2 separate regions of the Oryctolagus cuniculus genome follow, and region 2 is linked to region 1. The links are chromatin contacts, called in public Micro-C maps. All regions are on one chromosome and are shown on one strand. Each heading gives the region's core, a stretch centred on a gene start, on an enhancer-like site or on the middle of the called end of the contact. The rest is flanking DNA. Distances are from core to core; before and after follow the strand shown.

Evidence for each region. A called contact is a pair of places that touch in the nucleus more often than the background predicts.
Region 2: a Micro-C map of ear pinna shows a contact between it and region 1, with 5 times the contacts expected there. The contact joins the promoter of SPIRE1 here to the enhancer-like site in region 1. A contact is called at or near these places in 5 of 6 Hi-C or Micro-C datasets (ear pinna, embryonic fibroblasts, psoas muscle and 2 more).

The regions. Positions count from the first base shown.
Region 1 is chr10:69,156,871-69,164,029 of mOryCun1.1, forward strand. It overlaps CIDEA (cell death inducing DFFA like effector a), which reads left to right. Exons shown (of 5, transcript XM_002713556.5): 5 at 1,726-2,176. The coding sequence ends at 1,873. Among named protein-coding and RNA genes, the nearest start is that of CIDEA, 24 kb to the left of the region's middle. Within about 2 kb of position 2,936, at least 4 of the 8 cell types and tissues checked have an H3K27ac peak or open chromatin away from gene starts, as enhancers often do. A contact at or near this core is called in ear pinna, where this site is marked.
Region 2 is chr10:69,509,162-69,516,320 of mOryCun1.1, forward strand. SPIRE1 (spire type actin nucleation factor 1) reads right to left here and starts at 3,283. Exons shown (of 17, transcript XR_007921864.2): 1 at 2,686-3,283.

The DNA.
Region 1 (7,159 bases), core at 1,686-4,185:
CCTCAGCTGCTTCATGTCCCGCTACACATTATGAATGTGATGCACTTTAATAAAACTGGAGTGAAATCCTTCAGCGTCAGACCAGATAGAAAACAAGAACGTGAGTGAGAGTTGCAGTTTTTTTTTTTTTTTCAGTCTGAAATAACACTGACATCAGACTCAGCCGTAAGACTTAGAGGTCAGGCCGGCGCCGCGGCTCACTAGGCTAATCCTCCGCCTAGCGGCGCCGGCACACCAGGTTCTAGTTCCGGTCGGGGTGCCAGATTCTGTCCCGGTTGCCCCTCTTCCAGGCCAGCTCTCTGCTGTGGCCCGGGAAGGCAGTGGAGGATGGCCCAAGTGCTTGGGCCCTGCACCCCACGGGAGACCAAGAAAAGCACCTGGCTCCTGGCTCCTGCCACCGGATCAGCGCCTGCGTGCTGGCCGCAGTGCGCCGGCTGCGGCAGCCATTGGAGGGTGAACCAAGGCAAAGGAAGACCTTTCTCTCTGTCTCTCTCTCTCTCACTGTCCACTCTGCCTGTCCAAAGGAAAAAAAACAAAAAGATTTAGAGGTCAGGATGGGTGAGGCTTCCCCTCCCTGTAACTTGGGGAGCAAGATGGGATATCCCTAACCCTATGTCAATTGGGTCTTTTAAAAATATATATTTATTTATTTGAAAGTTCAGAGTTACTCCGAGAGGAGAGGCAAAGAGAGAGAAAGAGAGGTCTTCCATCTGCTGGTTCACTCCCCAGTTGGCCACAAAGGCCAGAGCTGCACCAGTCTGAAGCCAGGAGCCAGGAGCTTTTTCCAGGTCTCCCACATGGGTGTAGGGACCCAAGGACTTGGGCCATTTTCTACTGCTTTTCCAGGCCATAGCGGAGAGCTGGCTCAGAAGTGGAGCAGCCAAGACTCGAACTGTCACCCATATGGGATGCCAGCCCTGCAGGCGGTGGCTTTACCCACTACGCCAAAGAACCAGCCCCTCAGCTGGGTCTTGCTGTGACTTTTCCCCCAGCCTGGCCTGATAGATTTCCTTTTTTTTTTTTTTAATTTATCTGAAAGATGAATATCAGAGAGAGAGAGAGAGGTCTTCCATTCACTGGTTCACTCCCAAATGCCAGCAACAGCCAACGCTGGATCAGACTGAAGCCAGGAGCCAGGAACTCCATCTGGGTCTTCCACATGGGTGGTAGGGACCCAAACACTTGAAGCACCACCTGCTGTCTCCCAAGGTGTGCATTAGTAGGAAGCCAGATATGAAGTGGAATAGAGCCTCAAACTCAGGCACTCAGATACAGGATGCAGGTGTCTTAACCGCGGAGCCAAACGCCCTCCCCAGTGCTGATTGATTTCCATGCAATAGCACCTTATGCCCACCAGGGCTGCTGCTGGAGAGGCAGGTAGCTGAGGGACAGCACAAGGCACACGCTCGTGTCTGCCCCAGCAGAGCACCCTGGTTCCTGCAAGAGCAGGCACGTTTGGAAGTGGCTGGCGGGAGCCACACTGCGCCGAGGTGGCTCACCTGGGAATGCATGGAGTCCAGCCTGCACCCAGACAGGTCACATCAGCATCGCCTCTTGCCCAGCCCCTGGGGACTTGTGTGTCCCCAGAGCAGCACCTCTCAGATCACCACGCTCTCCTGTGTGCGCGTTGCCACCTCGGAGCCTGCGTTAGGCCAGCTGGGGTGCAGCAGGCCCACCCCGTGTGCTTCCCCGCAGCCTGACGCGTCCCTGTCTTGCCTGTCGCAGGAGCCTGCTGCGATTCCTGTCCTACACCGCCCAGGTGACCGGCCAGCTCCTCATCTACATGGGCTCCTACATGCTCGGCATGCTGGGTGACACGGAGGAGCAGCCTTCTCTCAAGTCGCACTCCAGGGGCCGGTTCACGTGTGGCTAGGGGTGCGCGCCTCTGGGTCCAGATGCTCCCTTTTCAAATGGGTCTTGAAGTGCTCTCGTGTTGTTTACCTCCGCGGCTGGCTGCTGGTCACTGCTGCCCGGGGTGGGGGTGGGGTGCGGGGGCTGGGTGAAGGAAGGGGGTGTGATGGTGTGAGATGCAGCCTGTGAGGCGGGTGGCCCTGGATGGGGAAGGGACATGGCGGGAGGGGGGGGCTCTGGGGGCCATGGCGAGGGACCAAATGGCAGGTACATCCAGGAGGAGCTGTTGGGTTCCTCACCTGCTACAATAAACCCGTGCCCTGAATCACTGGACTGTGTATAATACTCCCAGCATCTCTGCCACCTCCTAAAATGGCAAACAGGGGCAGGGGCTGTGTCGCCCGGGCCATACCCGGTCCTGAAATCGCAGTAGCCTGGAGGCAGACTCAACTGGGACCAATCCCAGGGATTTGGGGAGACTGGCCCTAGAATAAGGGACAGATGCTGAGAGGCAAAGCTAATCCCGTTAGGATTCGTGGGCTGGGCATCCGGCCTAGCAGTTAGGATGCCCACGCCCCACACTGCAGTGCTTGGGTTCAAGTCCCGGCTCAGGCTCCTGACTCTGGCTTCCCGCTAGTGCAGCTCTTGGGAGGCAGCAGTGACGGTGGCTCAAGTCACCCCCTGCCACCCACGGGGGAGACCTGGATTGAGTTCCTGGCCCCTGGCTTTGAACCCTCCGTCACTGTGAGCATCTGGGGAGAGAACCAGGTGGTGAGAGTTCTCTCTGTGTCTCTCTCTGCCTCTCAAATACTATTTTCCCTCTTAAGATTTAGGCTTTTCCTATCAGGAAATGTAGCTCAAAAGCCTTTTCCTTTTCCTAACTGCCAGCTTCAGCAAGGTACAAAGACACCCCTCCCCCGCGCCCTCCTGCAGCTGGGGGAGAAGAAAGAATCCCCTCCCCCACTCCTGTGCTGCCGCCAGAACTTCCCAGGGGGCCGACTTCCCGCCCTTCCCAGAGGCCCCTCCTGGGCTCTCCGTTGCTCCCCTGCAGCCCCCACCAGCCCCACCAGCGCCTCCTTTCCTGTCTAAGGGGCTCGCAACAGCACCCTCCACCCCCACTCCTCCCCACCCCGGCTGTCTGAAGTCACTCAGCGGCAGGAGAGAGGAACAGCGAGTGGCCCGGCCCGGCCCGGAAGAAGGCTGCCGCCTTCCCTGTTGCAGGTCCGAGCCCCTGAGCCAGGCTGCCAGGCACCATCCTGGAGCAAGGCACTCGCTCCTGCCTCTCCTGCCCCGGCCTTGCGTCACTTCCCGGGGACTCCGCCGCCGCCGGCCTGAGAAGTGGCTGCCTGGCTTCCAAAAAAGGAATTTTCGCTCCGGTGCCTGATCCTGTTGACTCAGCCGCTGCCCTGGCTCGGCCGGCCCCGGGCCAGCCCTGGGCCTTCTCACCGAATCCAGATGGTGGGAAAACTGGGCCGTGCGAGCCGGGTTGAAGGGAGATGGGCTCCGGCCACCTCGCGTCAAAAGGAGGACGAGTTCAGCAGGACCACAAGACGCTGGCCTGCTGTCCTCTGTCTCCAGTGCCCGATGTGCTGGGGTGACCAGGAGTGGAGCAGCCTCTACACAAGAATCCTTCAGGCCGGCCTGGGGCAGGGGCAGGGGCTGTGGGCTCCCAGGAGTGGTGCCTGCACCGAGGAAGCTACAGACCTGATTTTGCTGTCTTCAAAGGCTTCACGGGACCCCTGGCTTTTACCCCGAGAAACCCTGCGGAGTCCCACCCACCTCAGTTAGGGGAAGGGCTGCAGCAGGTGTGGACTCCTTTCTGTTCTGATAGGAGTCCCCACGACCCTCATTTCAGCCCCTAGCTCAGAGGGGCCTCTCCCGCGCCCAGCAGCAGGGGGTTGTGCTGGCTCCAGCGGCTGGGGGTGCTGCAGAATTTTGGATGCCGCCGATATCCAAGCTGTTAGTTAGCTGAGTCCACACCCCTGGGCCTTGTCCCTTTTTGGGACAGAGTGTTGTGTGTCCTTGGCAGCTCCTAGCATAAGAGTTCCAATGTGTTCACTCTAGAATCCTAACTCAGAGAAAAGGAAGTGGCTCTTAGGAGATCGGGGCAAAACCACAGGTAGCTCCACACCTGCTGTGGTACCCTCCCCCCATCCGACACACCTGTCCTGGCGGATCTCAAGGAGCACTTTCTGCTGTGAGCGCGAGACTGTACACCTGGCATGCACTGGGGATGTGAATAGAATGGAATGGAATGGAATGGAATGGAATGGAATGGAATAGAACAGAACAGAACAGAACAGGATAGGATAGAATATTCTGCATTACCTTGCGGCAGAGGCGGCCTCTGGCTGGACTCACCCCGCTGTCTCCAATCTCTTTCCTCATCTGTGCAGTTAAGATCCAGCCTAGGAGGCCCAGGAATTCCATCCCCAGACAGATGTTCTTGGCACAGATTTTCAAATGTAAACGCTGGGTCTTTGGCCGCCAGCCCCTCTCGGGGGACCCCTTTCTGCTCCTCTCCTCTCTGCCAGTGCTGGGCCCCCCGCTCAGTGACCTCACACGGCCCTTTCCAAGCTCAGATCCCAAACAAGGACTGTGGCCGGTGTCTGCCCTCTCCTTGTGCATCCGCCCTCTGCAGCTGTGCCTGGCGAGGACGCCACAGCCCGGCCAGCCCGGCCCCGGGGGACACAGGCTCAGTCTTCCAGCGTTTCAGGCCATGGAAGGAGGCCTTTGCTGCAGGGAGGTGGCCCTGCGTGCGCGCAGCACAGGAGCCAGCCGTGAACGGAACCGGACGCCACCTCCAAGGGGGGCAGTGCCACTGTGGGCGCCGTGCTTTCTGTTATAAATAAGTCAATGGAAAGAAACCCGAGGCAGGTTCCTCTCCTTTGCGGCCCTGGTTCTTGCTGTGATTACTTCTGTCTCCCCAAAGGTGGTGCCTGTCGCTAGGAGCACTCTCGGGAGGACAGGTGCAAACCCAGAGTCTTCCCTGTCGCACTCTGAGGACGGGGCAGGCCAGGAACTGCTTCCCTGATGACTGACACATGCCCAGGTGCCCCCCCCACACTGCTTGAGGCCGCCCTCCACCTCTCACAGCGGGAGCTTGTGGGCACCCTGTAGCTTCGCTCTTTCCCCAAGATTTCGTGGCACAGCAGCGCCCTTAGTCACAGGGATCCTGAACCCAAGGATAGTGCTGAGCCCTGTATACCCCACGTGTTTTCCCACACACGCATCCACACACGTAATAGCTTTTCCCCTTAAGGAAGCACTTCTCACGCACTTCTGCAGCTAGGGGTATGACAGCAAAGCTAGCGCCAATTTCTTTCACTCACAACTTTATGCATAGAAGATTCCTTCATGCCGTGGATCTTACTAACCTCGGAGTATGACTCTTTTCCATAATAAATTGGGAATTCACTCTGCACTTAAAGCAAGCACACGTGGTTTCTCTCTGGCATATCTGAATTGCTAGCATCGCTCCTCTTGTGCTTTGGGGCTGTTATTAAGGAAGTAAGGGTGGCTTTAGCACACAGGCTGAAATCCCACAGTCTGATAACCGAGAAGTCTACAAGTGACTAACACGTGGATAGTGCACGTCGTGGATACTCTAGACAAGGGTAATTCATGTCCTGGGTGGGATGCAGCACAATGTCCTCATGCTGCTAAGGACAGTGAGCAATTTAAAACATATGGATTGTTGGGGCTGGCGCTGTGGCTTAGTGGGTAAAGCCTCCGCCTGCAGTGTCAGCATCCCATATGGGCGCCAGTTCAAGTCTCGGCTCCTCCACTTCCCATCCAGCTCTCTGCTATGGCCTGGGGAAGCAGTGCTAGATTGCCCAAAAGCTTGGGCCCCTGCACCCACATGGGAGACCTAGAAAAAGCACCTGCTCATGCCTTTGGATCGGCACAGCTCTGGCTGTTGTGGCCATTTGGGGAGTGAACCAGCGGATGGAAGATCTCTCTCTCTCTCTGCCTCTGCCTGTCTGTAACTCTGCCTTTCAAATACATAAGTAAATAAAATCTTTAAAAAAACATATGAATTGCTTCTGGAATTTTCCATGTAATATTTTTGGTTGCAGTTGACCATGGGTAACTGAATCTGGAGAAACTGAAGCTGTGGCTAAGGATAAGGGGACACTTCTGAGCTGTGGTAACATGGACACGACATCTGGGCAAGTGTGCTTCCTCATCTGGTGCCAGTGAGTGGTCCCTCATAGCTCAGACCCAGGGGGTTCAGGCCAGATGTTTGGGAACTCCTGTGCCAAGGCACCAGGGGTACATGGATTGACCACAGGGATCACAGATCCCCAGGCCTCCCCTGAGATGCCCACTGGCTGTGAGCTTTGGAGGCTGACCTGTGGAGGTCACAGCTGCATCCCCCACCCCACCTGTGTGGTGTCCTCAGGCCACCCCCAAGCCTGACCACAGAGGGCCCATCCTGCCATTCCACGGCCAGGTCAGGGTACAAGGGCCCCTGTGATGCTGTGACATAATAAGAAGCCTATATTTGGTCTCTGGCCCTTGTCCCTGACACAGAACCCCTAAGACATTTGTCACTTCCTGTGTGATGGCAGCACCTGACACAGCTCCTAAGTCCCTTGGACTTTCCCGGGTGAGAGATGAGTCTTGGTGGGGCTCCTGGGTAGCTTAGGTTGGGGCTGGCTGCCAGGGGGAACAACTGTGGGATTAGAGCATAGACACTCTCAGCCCAGCCCCTGAGTCCAGGGAGGGCAGGGAGCTGAAGGCTGAGTTGACCATCAATGGCCAGTGGGGTGATCCACCATGCCTACATAATCAAATCTCCATAAAACTCCCCCAAACTGTGGGGTTGGAGAGCTTCCAGGCTGCTGAACGTGTGGAGATTCCTGTCAAGTGCTGCCCACAGAGGCTCCGCCCCTCCCCACATTCCTGGCCCTGTGGTCCTCTCCATTCAGCTGTTCATCCACCCACTTCGCACTGTTCATAAAGTCACCGGGTAAGAGTAAGTGAAATGTTCCCCTGAGTGCTGGGGGCGGCTCTTGCAAATTCACTGAACCTCAGGGAAGTGTCATGGGCACCCCAAACTACAGCTAGCTGGTGGGAAGCACAGGCCACAGCCAGGGACCTGGGTTGGCATCTGATGTGGGGGCAGTCTAGTGGACCTGATGCTCTCTCCAGGTGGGTAGAATAAGAATTGAGTTATGAGAGACCAGCTGGTGTCCACTGCAGAATTCGTGTGTGTGTGTGTGTGTGTGTGTGTGTGTGTGTAGAGAAGTCCTCACACACTTTTGCAACTAGAAGTGAGGTACAAGGGTACTTCATGGAAAAA
Region 2 (7,159 bases), core at 2,033-4,532, 350 kb after region 1:
AGGCGGAGGATTAGCCTAGTGAGCCATGGCGCCGGCCCATTTCACAATACTTTAAGGCCTAAAGGTTTAAGGAAACCTGGATTTGATTTAGGGTTACCAGTATGATTTTGAGCAAGTTATCTGAACTTCCCTAAACCTGCACTGAGAAAATAAATCAATGGAAAACAAGTCAAATTATAAAAGCTGCTATATATATACACACATATAATCATGCCACATACCTTACAATGAAAAAATGCTTACAATGAAAATATTATGAATACAACTTTTTCTTAGAATTTATACAAGTATGCACAATACCAAATTATTCATCATTCTTAAAGAATTAAGAGTAGGGGCCAGCGCTGTGGCGCAGAGGGTTAATGCCCTGGCCTGAAGCACCGGCATCCCATATGGGTGTCAGTTCAAGTCCCGGCTGCTCCACTTCCCATCCAGCTCTCTGCTATGGCCTGGGAAAGCAGTACAAGATGGTCCAAGTCCTTGGGCCCCTGCACCCACATGGGAGACCTGGAAGAAGCTCCTGGCTTCGGATCAGCACAGCTCCAGCAGCTGCAGCCAATTAGGGAGTGAACCAGTGGATGGAAGACCTCTCTGTCTCTCTCTCTCTCTGCCTCTCCTCTCTGTGTAACTCCGACTTTCAAATAAATAAATAAATCTTTAAAAAAAAAAGTCAATGACCCACAAAACATTGTATCTTCCATAGTTCTACAACTACCCTTCAATCCTAAAGGAAATAAACTACCATAAGCAATATTGTAAAGCTCAAGACTATCCATATCATCAACTTTGATTAGGCCCTCTTCACATCTGGTAGCAGAGGTCATGAGGAGAACGAAGGAGGAGAGAGTGGATTACAACTCTACTATTGATTCTGGAAAACAACTCTGCTATCGCTCCGTAACTACAGTGTATTAGACTGAGGACAGAATGCTATCACTCATACTAATTTCATTTCAATACAAGCTTCTAATTAAAAAAAAAAGTCAATCAGTCTTTAACAACTAAACTACCCTCTACTGGGATGAAGTTCAAGAAACAACGTGGAATGGAGTTTGCTGTCTGCCCTCTTCAGAAATTACTGCAACCATGCTGCTTCCAAAAGCAGGCTGAATACAACCAATTTTTCCCTTTGACAACTAAATCCCACAGAACAGCCTGGGATACATCTTTTGGTGCCATCTTAATACGAAGTTAATAAATTACAATGGCAATTATTTCCCGCTAATATAAAGTCCAAGTCTAAAAGCAATCAGCAGGGTCCGGCTTTGTGGCATAGCTGGTTAAGCTACGCTTGCAACACCAGCATCGCATACAGGCGCGCTGATTGGAGTTGCAGCTGTTCCCCTTCTGATCCAGCTCTCTGCTGTGGCCTGGGAAAGCAGTGGAAGATGGTCCAAGTGCTCGGGCCCCTGAACCTATGTGGGAGACTGGGATGAGCCATTTGGGGATGGAAGCGGATGAAGATCTCTTTCTCTTTCTCTCAGAATTTCTGCAATAAGCACATCATTTACTCAACAAAACTATTTTAAAAAAGAATTTCCCCCCAAAAATCATAAAAAGGCTAGTTGTAAATAAAAATGTTATTTACTGGCCACTAAAAATTTGTTTACCTTATATAAAAAAGGAGAAGCACATAAATGTTTCATGGGAACTGGAAGAACTGGTAACTACAGTCTAAAATGTTTAATCAATTTAGATAAGAATTTTCATTAAATGCGATCTCAGTAGTTCTGAATTACATCTTTCACCTTAAGCATTTTGACACTTCCATCAACTTTCTAAAAGTGAAGGTGGATTGTTTGCCTGTGTTTTTAATAGACTTGCCTCTCAAAAGACGGAATTAAATACAGACGGAGAAGAGAAACCTATTATCAGTCTTCTGCTCTTCAAGGAGCACTCGGGTAAACCCCTGGCTAGAGCATGTCACTCTTCAGGAGATTATCCGGCAGAATTTACATTAGGCAGACAGAACGAAATCCCATTTTCTCCGACTCAACATCCTGTCCATTTTTTACAAGATTGCTTTCCATCACACACACACACACACACACAAGTTAACATATACGTAAGTGATATTTTCGAACCTCAAGTTAAACATTATTTAGTCCATTTCCCCCTTTCTCCAAAAAATACCAGAATTCTCAGGGCTTTAGAGTTCTTCACACTGCCAAACCGAAGGCATTGTGTCAGATTTAAAATACTAGCTGGTTATTCCTTCCTAAAGATGCGATTTCTAAGACTCCTTGACAAGCTCTCACGTGAACACTTCACAGCCCCTCAGCACACGGCGGGCACAGCCCCAAGCGCACGGCCCAGGCACGAACTACGCACACAGCTTCTCCGGAAAGCACGCAGCCCCGCATCGTTCCCCCGAACAAGCCCGCGCAGCAGCCGGTGGGACCCACCGCCTGCCGTGGGGGGCGCAGGCCCGCGCCGACCCCAGGCTCGCCCCAGGCCCCCTCCCAGCTCTTTGTGCAGCCATCCGCCCCCGCCCGAGACTCTGACGGACGCGGAGCTCTGCCTGCTCGCAGCATCCACTCCGCCCTCCCCACGTCCCCAGGCCCGGGTCCTGCCCACGGCGCACCGTAGGAGGGGGAGGATCGCGGGGACGAAAGGACTGAGCTCAGAGTCTGCAAAAAAGAGAGGGCCCGAGGATTGCGAGTGGAAGGGGCCCGGTGGGCTCACCCGCAGTGGGGGGCGGCTCTCCCTCGTCGCCGGCGGCGGGCGCCAGGGTGACGGCGCCGTCCCTCCAGATGCGGATCTGCTCGGCCGAGCGCACGCGGCGGCGGGGCTGGCGGCGGCGGGCGGCCGCGGCGCGCAGGGAGCCGCAGCACTGGTAGCACACGGCCCACGCCTGCTCCTCGTTGATGGGCTGGTTGTAGAGCCTCAGGATCTCTTCCAGGCTCAGGGCGTCCTCCGTGCCCCCGGCCGCGCCGGCCTCCGGCGGCCCCTCGCCGCTCGCCGGGTCGGCCCTCGGCTCCCCGCCGCCTGCCGGGCCGGCCGCCTGAGCCATCCCGCGGATAGGCGCTGCGCTTGGCCGCCGCGCCGTGTGTCCGCGTCTCCTCAGCTCCACAGCATCGTTTCCGCGCGACGCCGCCTCCTCATGCCCCGAGCCGCCGCCGCTGCCGCCGCCCAACCCGGCCGCGCGCGCCGCCCCGGGGACCGAGGCGAAGGCCCGGGCGGCGTAGGCGAGCGGAGGGCGGCGAGGACGCCGCGGATGTCTTGACCAGGCCGCCGCCGGCCGGTAGCTACGCGATGGCGTCCGCCCGCCCCGCCCCGCCTCGCCTCGCCCCGCCCCGCGCCCAGCCCTCGGGGCAGCCGCACGGTCCGGAGAGGGCGCTCGGTAGGGGTGGGGGGCCGGGGAGGGGGCGCGGCCGGGGGGCGCGTGGCGCGGGGTCAGGGGCCGCCGGAGGCGTGGCGCGTGGTCCGGAGAGGACGAGGAGTCGGGGGCTGCGTGGGGGGAGCCGCTGCGGGGGGCGGGGCGGGGCGCGCGGTCAGGAGGGTTCCCACGGTCGGGGACTCCGCCCCGCCGGCTGTGCTGGGGCCCTGAGCGTGTCCAGCGGGTCGCCACCCTGCGGAGCGGGGAAGTCGCTGTCCATGCCCGGGACTGGTTTCCCGACGATCTCATTAGGAGCTTGAACCCGGCCTCAGTTCAGGTCTGCAGAACCCCTCGCCTCTGGCTGCCCAGGACGTGTGCGCTGGCCCCTGGGCGCCGAGGCTCCTCTCGGCTCGCAGCCTGGACCACCGGCGCTGTGGTTCCTCGTGCCCTGCTCTGCTATGGTGAGGTTTCTGGTGTACTGAATCTCTCCAGAGTTCAGGGAGGGCGGAGATCTTTCCAGGTTTTGCTAACTGACTTCACCCAAAAGCCTAAATCAGGATCTGGGCTTGCAGCCGTCGGTTTCCGCGTCGTTTCGGATTCATTTGTAACATTTGTGCAACCTCTCACTAAGATCACGTGTCCCCGTAACCGCGTTCGTGGTAGCCCAGTTAGCTCAGCTGCTCATTCGGTGTTTAACTGATATCGCACTGACAGAATTGGACTGAGGGAGTTGAGCCATAGAATGCAACAAAGACATACTTTTGGGGGACCTCAATGAGCCCATTAAACCATGCAGTAAAAATAGGTAATTCTTAAATAGAACAATCACCCCACTGTTAAATGAGTTTGATTGGTAACAGTGTCCTCTGAGTGAGGCTATTCCTGTGTGGAAAACCTCCAGCTGAAAGTACCAAGAAACTTACACTAAGTAGTGACAGACCTTTCAGGGCAGAGTTTTGTGTGCAGCATTAGATATTGAATCACACTTTCATCTATTGTGTCCTGCAGTATGCAGTAGAAATTACAATAATCTGTTGTTAAATGCTTAAGATAACCACCATACGGGCAGGAATGGGGAAAAGCGAAAGGACCAATGGAGGCAGGAGAAGAGAGCGTCCTGCTACCTGGTACCTTATTATAATTTCACTACAAAAGGTAACAAACAACTCTTTAAAGTCGCATCACTTACTTGTGGGGGCATAATCCCACTTGTGAAAAAGTGCAGTATCACTGTGTGCCGAAGGCCAGAGAGGCAAGTGTCTTTAATTGCTATGTGAAACTGTATTTGTATATACATACATATCTTCTTGATTTAAAACATGGTCAAACATTCCCAAATCGACTGTCTTTAAAGTTGAGAGCCTGGGGCCTGGTGTTAACATCCCACATCAGAGTTCTGGCTGCTCTGCTTCCAATCCAGCTCTTTGTTGCACTGGGCCCCTGCTACCCACCTGCAACACCAGGATGGAGTTCCTGACTGCTGGCCTAGGCCTGGACCAGTCTGGATCGCTTTAGCCATTTAGAGAGTGAACCAGCAGATCAAAGACATATGTCTCTCACTGTCATTCTTTCAAATAAATATATAATCTTAAAAAAAATGTCGAGATCTGTATGGATTTCAGAAACAAGGGCTTCAGGTAGTTCAGACAACCTAGGAAAACAGCAAAGTGCTCTGCTTTTATGGGCAACACCGCCATCTTCTGGCATTCTAGGTTATTAACAGCTACAGTCAGAAACATTATCAGCCTTGCCTTAGGCCAAGAGGCAAGTTGGATGAATTAATCAACTAAGGAATCCGTGGTCCACTCGCTGTTCATGGCATAAGGGAGTAAAAAAAATCCAAGTAAAGATAACAATGGAAGGAAGGGGAAAGGAAGTGAAGTGGGAAAAAAGGGGAAAAACAAATTTAAAACATTATATTTAAAAGATACTTTCTTAAAAACAAATTTTCACAGATACTAAGTTTTAGTTAGGAGAAATAAGTTCCAGTGCCTATTTCACAATGAGGGACTGTATAGAATAATGTACTATATGTTTCAAGAAAGCTAGACAAAAGGATTTTGATTGTTTTTACCAAAAAGAAGCATGTGAAGAGAGCCATATCCTGATTTGGAAGCTGATTAATGTATACAGGCATCAAAACATCACATGTTGCCCTATAGGGGTTTACAGGTTTTTTTGTTTGTTTGTTTGTTTGTTTGTTTTTACAGGCAGAGTGGACAGTGAGAGAGAGAGACAGAGAGAAAGGTCTTCCTTTGCTGTTGGTTCACCCTCCAATGGCCGCCGCGCTTCGGCCGGCACACCGCGCTGATCCGATGGCAGGAGCCAGGTGCTTCTCCTGGTCTCCCATGGGGTGCAGGGCCCAAGGACTTGGGCCATCCTCCACTGCACTTCCTGGCCACAGCAGAGAGCTGGCCTGGAAGAGGGGCAACCGGGACAGAATCCGGTGCCCCGACCGGGACTAGAACCCGGTGTCCTGGTGCCGCAAGGCGGAGGATTAGCCTATTGAGCCGCGGCGCTGGCCCAGTTTACAGTTTTATGTGTCAACTTAAAATATGAATTTGCAATGATAGAGGTTTTTTTTTAACCTGTTCAAAGTTGCAGTTTTGAAGAACATCAACACATCTTGAGAGGAAAAATGTGATGTCCTTGAATCGTGAGGTCATGTGCAATAGAAGAGCTTTTCTTATTTTCAGCCAAGTGCAAGTTCTCAGCTACAATATTCTATCTTTAAAGTAAATATTTTGGGGCTGGCGCTGTGGCATAGCCGGTAAAGCTGCCACCTGCGGTGCAGGCATGCCATGTGGGTGCCGGTTCGAGTCCTGGCTGCTCCACTTCCCATCCAGTTACCTGTTGATGGCCTGGGAAAGCAGTAGAAAATGGCCCAAGTCCTTGGACTCCTGCACCTGTGTGGGAGACCCAGAAGGAAGAAACTCCTGGCTTCTGGCTTCGGATTAGCTCAGCTCTGGCTGTTGCAGCCACTTGGAGAGTGAACCAGCAGATGGAAGACTTCTCTCTCTCTGCCTCTGCCTCTGCCTCACTGTAACTCTGCCTTTCAAATAAATCAATAAATATATATTTTTAAAAAAATAAAGTAAATATTTTGCCTGTGTGATCTTATAAGTAATTACGTTGAGGCAAGATGACAAGTAAAACATTGCTTGTGTTCCTTCTCTACATAGAATAAATAGAAGGCAAATCTTAAAATACCTGGCTGTCTTCTTCCTAAATCTAGCCATTATATTGTGTATAAATACTTGACACTTTCTGTACAAAGACAATGTTATTTTGTTTTTTAAATAGGATTTTCAGAACTCTTTGAAATCTTGATAAGCTCCATGGTCCAGGGTTATGCTACTCTTTGAAATTGAGTGCTAAGAGCCGGCACTGTGGCACAGCGGGTTAAAGCCCTGGCCTGAAGCACCGGCATCCCATAAGGGCATTGGTTCTAGTCCCAGCTGCTCCTCTTCCAATCCAGCTCTCTGCTACGGCCTGGGAAAGCAATAGAAGATGGCCCAAGCCCTTGGGTGCTTGCACCTGTATGGGAGACCCAGAAGAAGCTCCTGCTGCTGCTTCGGCTCAACTGCAGCTGTTGTGGCCATCTCGGGAGTGAACCAGCAGATGGAAGACCTCTCTCTCTGTCTCTGCCTCTCTCTGTAACTCTTTCAAATAAACAAAATAAATTAAAAAAAAAAGTGAGTGCTGACAATTGAAAGATGCCCAAGAGATTGAGAAGTCTTGATGAGGACGAGCAATCCTCTGGAATAAGTTGGCACCTTCCCATTCTCTCATTTTCAGTTCAAACTCAAAGACTCAAATCCCTTTATGTCCGGTATTTTT